Linked DNA regions of Mus musculus: region 1 is linked to region 2. Evidence: chromatin contacts called from public Micro-C data. All regions are on one chromosome and are shown on one strand. The core of a region is the stretch at or near the end of the contact, and the rest is flanking DNA. Distances in the headings are between cores, read along the strand shown. Region 1 has its middle 42 kb from the start of Gm36819. Region 2 overlaps Nsmce2 (NSE2/MMS21 homolog, SMC5-SMC6 complex SUMO ligase).

Region 1 (2,839 bases), core at 53-2,552, 270 kb before region 2:
TTTTCCTCTTTTCTCTACATCAGGACTGGTCTTGATGTCTCAACAAGGTTTTCAGCGCCCCGCTCGGCTCCGCTCCCGCCCACCCAACTCCACTCTACCCCACTAGCCCCACCCCCACCCCACCCCCGATCCAGCGCTTTTCCCAACTGCCCTACAGGTCGGCTTTCTCCCAATCAAGGACACAGCCCATATCTTTTTTTATTTGTTCCCCCAAAGCCAGGAGCCTGGCTGGAACTTTTCAAAATAATCTAGGTTATTTAAAGGATGGTGAGGGTTCTGGGCGGGGACTTCAGTCATCTAAATTTAGCCTAGAAAATGCCCACAGTGGTACATGATGATTAAACACATTGTGCAAAAATAAAAGAAGAAGATCTGGCAAGGCAAGAGTGACATATCAAAAATCTAAGTACTTAAAAGATGCAGTCGCTCGATGTGTGCTTTCTCCACCACACCAGAGATCACTAGTGTGAACACCATAGGCCATCTGGGCCAGAATGGCTGAGAGGACCTTAAAACACCTCCCTCACAGCTGTGGTTATGATTGGTACAACACCGTGTGAAGAAAGAAAGCGTCTTGTGGCCATCGCACTAGCACAAGCTCTGACACGTTAAGAGCAATGGCACCTTCAACAAGTCACATAGGCTCTCTGGACCTCAGTTTCCTCATCTGAAAACTTGGCCTCCCTGTTTTAGTGCACACCCATATGATGAGGTGATTAAGGTTGTGGGGCGTCAACAAAGGCACCTAGAAAGTGCAAACGTCTCCATCCTTAGATGATTTGTTCCCCCCCCCCCAAAAAAATCACACAGAAAGGTGAAGGGCATCTGTCAGCGTCACTGAAGGAAAAGTTCTGAATTCTGAAAAATTTAGATCAGTAGTTCTCAACCTATGGGTGGCAAGCCCTGTGGGGACCGAACATCCCTTTCACAGGGGTCGCACACCAGATATCCTGCACATTACAAGTCATAACAGTAGAAAATTACAGCTACAAAGTAGCGACACAAATAATGTTGTGGTTGGGATCAGCACAACATGAGGAGCTGAATTGACGGTCACAGCACTAGGAAGGGTGAGAACCACTGCTCTAGATGGACAGAAGGCAGTCAAATGAGTCTCCTGAGTTTCTATGCTGGGTTTTTACATCACTGTTGCTCCTCAGAAACCATCACCAAGAGCTGCTGTTAGAACTGTCAACTGCTGGGAGTCTGACATCAAGGATGCTCGGGTGACTGAGGAGATGAATAACTTGATCTTGCTCAAGCAGCTAAGCTCCGGGAAGGGAACTATGGTTGCTTATAATGGCCACCAGGGGGAGACAAATAGGGCTACGCGGGGGGAAAAAAGAGTTCTTAACTGCGGTGGTCCGCACTATCCACACGTTTTCTCTCAAGTTATTTCCTTTCTTATAAATGTCTGCCTCTAGCCCTTTACCAATTGTCAGATTCTCAGATGCCTTCTCAGTGTAAGCAGCGCAACCCCCAAGGATGAGAGAGCTAAGAGCACAAACACTGCACTGCTGACCTGAGATTAGCTTTGGCTGGTACCGGCTAACTACCTCCCCTGATTTCCACCCTGTTTGCCAGCACGCCCCTCCAGTCTATGACTTCCAGTTAGACTTCCAAGCGTACAATCTCCCTCTACTGCTTGCACAATGGCAGAAGCTTCTAGACGCTCCCCAAGCCTGTTTCCTCTTTTCCCCAAGCACGCGAGACCACATCTCTGGATCTCCCTTGCAGTTAGTTCAGTAGGATGCTGACCGATGGGTGCTGTCACAGCCTCTGACCTATTGCCACACTCTCTCTTCCCCTTCCACGATGACTTCAACAGCTCCTTAGTTAACGACGTTCACAAAATGGAAGGGTCCTCAAGTCGCTGTTTGTTGAGAAGACACGCTCCCCATAACAACACGATTCGCATCAAAGCTTAAGTAACTGTTCAGCCACCGAGAATGAAGGGATGTTAGCAACGGAATGTAGAGTTTACCACTTAGTCTCACCAGCCATAGCCCCTGGCTTACCCAATTCTCATCATGTGACAAGCACTGCTACTAACACAGCTATTACTGGTACAGTCGCTGTTCAATGGTATTTTAGTAATAGTGTTACCTGGTAAAGACCCAAGGACCACTCACCCGGCATGACCAAAATTTGAATTGGGAGTCTGTATTGAGCAGGCTGGGGACGGCCTGAAGAGAAACGCTTCCCAAAAGGCAGCCCTGAAAGCGCATTGCAGGGAGCTTTCAAAATTAAAGAACACAGAAAAACTATATCCTGGTTTGCCAGCAGGGAAGCAAGTTTAACAAGCAGTTTACCAAGAGTCAAGAGCATGCCGTTAGCTAGGGCATTTCAACCCCGAGTTTCTAAAACAAGGTTGGGTGCTTTCCCACGGGACTTCTAATAGCAGGGGGTGAGGGAGCCAAAGATGGCTTCAGCTGGGACAAGATGGAGAAGCTTTCTCACCTTCACAATAGAACGACATTATAAAGGCATCAATAATTAGTTCTTGACCCTGTGAAGCACCTACCTTGTTAATCCATTGGGATCCATGGATTTTCCAGGGTCATTTCTGTGAATACTCAAGTCTTTTTATTTTTATTAATTATTCTATTTGTCTGCATTTCAAATGATATCCCACTTCCCAGCTACCCCTCCACAAATGCCCCTCCCACATCCACCCTCTCCTGCCTCTCCTTTGCCTCTATGAGGGTGCTCCTCACCTACTCTTGCCCGACCACTCCAGCATTCCCCTATGCTGGAACATCAAACTTCCACAGGCCCAAGGGCCTCCCCGCCCATTGATGTCAGACAAGGCCATCCTCTGTTACATATGTATCTGGAG
Region 2 (3,096 bases), core at 261-2,760:
AGACTTTAGAAACGGAGACTGTCATCCCCTAGGCTTCCCAGACATGGACGTGCACAACAGGGGGCTTCTGGAGTGAACCTCCCTGAGAGGCGAGCCCCGAGCCCCGTCCCTGACGACCAGACCTTGGGTGCAGTGGACTCCTGAGAACAGCGTCTACCTCCTTCTGCCAGACAGTGAATAAGCAGTGGAGAGGGAAGTGGAGAGTGAGGGGGGAGGACTTCCTGATGACATCAGTGGCTTTAGTCAGTAAATGAGGGCATTCTGAGAATGGCTGACGGAATTAACCACACCACTGAGCTGCAGAGGAGGCGCCCACACTCATGTTGATGGGATGGGATGGAGCCTGGTGATGTCTGTGTCATGCAGAGACAGGCTCTGGGAACAGGGATATAAATCAAGTATCCGAGGGGAGCGAGGTGACCCGACAACAAAGATACAAACTGGAAAATGGAAGAGCCAAGACAAGTGTATATGCCTACAATCCCAGCACCCGAGGCTGAGGCAAGACTGAGCTACACAGAAAGTTCTAGGCTAGGCTAGGCTATATAGTGAGACATCTCCAAAAGAGCGGCAAAGGCCTAGCAGTCGGCTCCCCTAGTGCTGACACTGTCCAGGTGACGGCACAAGGCTTTTCCTGCAAACAGATGAACGTGGAGTTCTTGTCTGTCTGCAGGCATCCTGGCACAGTGAAAATCAAGGCCACTGAATGCCACGGGCAAAGGATTGTGCTCCAGGTCTCATCACGCAGCACTTGCTGTTCTAGACCACAGTTAACCAGTCCTGTCTCCTCACACAAGGCGGCTCAACCAGAGACATGGTGAGAACAACACTGAAGAGCATGCGAGAACCTTTGAGAGACTTCCTGGAGGAGAGGCAGGACAGGAACCAGGGCACAGCCTTGTTTCCCACCCCACCCCACCCCACAGAAACGAACAAGTTTTTAAACTAAAAAGGGTAAGAAAAGGCCATGATGCCACGGGCTTGAATCAGGGCATTCCTGCTCCGAGAAACAACACTACCCAAGCGTTAGGCCATAATCCCCAGGACATCCTGGTGAGCAAGTCAGGTGTGGCAACACCTTCAACATCATCAACTCATCCCCAGGAAGGGCTCAGACTCACAGACCTGGAAGGAGAGGCTGGTCCTGTGCCTGGGTCAGCCACAGGGCAGAGCATTCCTTATTGCGAGTCTATGCTAAGGAGAGGTCTCAGGGTGCAGAGGGTCCCAGGGGCATCGGGGATTCGGGGCCTCAGCCTCAGCTCAGGATCACACAATGCTGAGTATGGAGAGATGCAGATTTGGGTCCTAAGAATATCAAGGTTTGGCCCATAAGCTCTAGGAAGCAGCTGTATAGACAGATACCTCTGGCATTAGAGCTGGGTAGATTCCTGACATAGTTACACTCAGAGAGTAACTGTGTCCCATCGCCTCCAAGTCCAGGGTGATGTGTCACAAAACAGTGAGGTACACATGATGACTGTTTGCCATAAGGGCCCCACAGCTGTGAGTTCACACTGTACACCAGCAAACTTCCTGTCAGGCCTGTGCTTCTGCCCGCCTGTGTGCAGCTGTGCACATGTGTATATGCTGTGGGAGTCAGAGGTCATCCCTGTCGTTCTCCTCAGGGTCCACTGTACTAGTTATTTATTTCTGACAGACTCTTTCACTGGCCTAATTCTTGCTAAACAGCCACTAGTCTGGCTGGCCTCACTGACCTCAGGGGCCTGCCTGCCTTTCATCTCCCTCCCTCTCCCAGTGCCGGGATACAAGTGAGCTATCACACTTGGCACTTTGATGTGAATTCTGGGGATGAGCTGAACCCTCACTGAGCTGAGCTATCTCCCGGTCTTCTTCACAGCCAAGAAATGGGACAGTACAGATCTGGAAGGAATCCCCTGTAGGCTCTAGGGTCACTGGAATTTTGAGTTGATGTCATTTTTACTTTAGAGATAAAGAACCCGGCTGAGAGGCTCAGTTATTTGTTGGTAAGTGATTCTGCTTTGACATCACACATTTCTCTTCACTTCATCTGATGAGCTTAGAATTCCCTAAAGATTCAGAAAACCAAAACAATTGGTGGGGGTCACAGTCAGCCACAGTTCATTAACATGAAAACGAGCAGGCAGCTTTATTTGAGAGATAATAGCTTACGACCTCCCTCGGTTTTAGGAAATGACTCTAACAGTATACTAGGGTGAAAAGCCCCACAAGCCCACTCCACTTGGGTCCAGTGGACAGGCCGCCAGGGTCTGAAGCATGCTGGGAAGTTCAGATGGTACCCAGTAAGTAACACAGTGTGCCTGGGACTCCAGTAACCTAACATAATTGGAACAGGAGAGAGACACCGTTCTCTAACAGGATGTGTCACACACATTTTTTAAACAGTGCTTCATGGGAAATGACACCACTTCATGCTGAATCAGAAACCTACAGAGTAAGCTGTGAGCAGAACCGAGTGAGTTCTAATCGGTTTCCAGGTTGGCCTTGCGTTTGACACTGGCTCTGTGACTGCAGCGCCTCTCGTCTTGGGTGTGGTTTAGGCTGCTTCCCACAGGTCTTGTACTTGAGTGCAGTAACTGCTGAACAAGAAGCTGCTTGGAGCTGACAGCAAGGGGCTCTGAGTCAGGTGCCGAGGCTTTATGGTGAGTGAAGAGAGCTTATGCCAGGCCAAGGCTCTGTCCTGCTGGCCTCTGCAGAACTGTGCCTCAGCGACAGCTGCCCAGCTCTATCCTCATAGCCACACAATTCTCATGGCTGGCTCAGTCACCTTCTAAGGGCACAGCCTGCACCTTGGCTGTTTTCAAGGGGCTCTATGGCTATGATCTCAGACTCTCAGAACCCCTGCTGGCCACTCTCCTCTCTTCCACCTCTCCCTGACCAAGCAGCTAGCAACTGCTTCTAGACACTCAAAAGAATTAGCAGTCATATTCCCCTCTAGCTCCTCCCCCATTTTCAATCAGCTACCACATTCTGTCGGGCGCATACACACCTCACTTCCACGTGCCTGCTCACTCTCTGTGACAGAATGCACTGTGGGCGCACCACCCTGGCACTGCCACAGCCTTTAGCACCTGCCCCCTGCACTGCTTCGGTAGT

Evidence for each region. A called contact is a pair of places that touch in the nucleus more often than the background predicts.
Region 1: a Micro-C map of macrophages shows a contact between it and region 2, with 5 times the contacts expected there. The contact joins two enhancer-like sites. A contact is called at or near these places in 1 of 15 datasets of contacts at CTCF or cohesin (the NIH/3T3 cell line), 2 of 484 Hi-C or Micro-C datasets (bone marrow-derived macrophages and macrophages) and 1 of 115 datasets of contacts at active chromatin or transcription factors (embryonic stem cells).

Annotation. Positions count from the first base shown.
Region 1 is chr15:59,863,759-59,866,597 of GRCm38.p6, reverse strand. No RefSeq gene overlaps it. Among named protein-coding and RNA genes, the nearest start is that of Gm36819, 42 kb to the right of the region's middle. Within about 2 kb of position 1,302, at least 50 of the 459 cell types and tissues checked have an H3K27ac peak or open chromatin away from gene starts, as enhancers often do. A contact at or near this core is called in macrophages, where this site is marked.
Region 2 is chr15:59,596,200-59,599,295 of GRCm38.p6, reverse strand. The region is part of intron 6 of Nsmce2 (NSE2/MMS21 homolog, SMC5-SMC6 complex SUMO ligase); the gene reads right to left. Among named protein-coding and RNA genes, the nearest start is that of Gm36677, 20 kb to the left of the region's middle. Within about 2 kb of position 1,510, at least 120 of the 459 cell types and tissues checked have an H3K27ac peak or open chromatin away from gene starts, as enhancers often do. A contact at or near this core is called in macrophages, where this site is marked.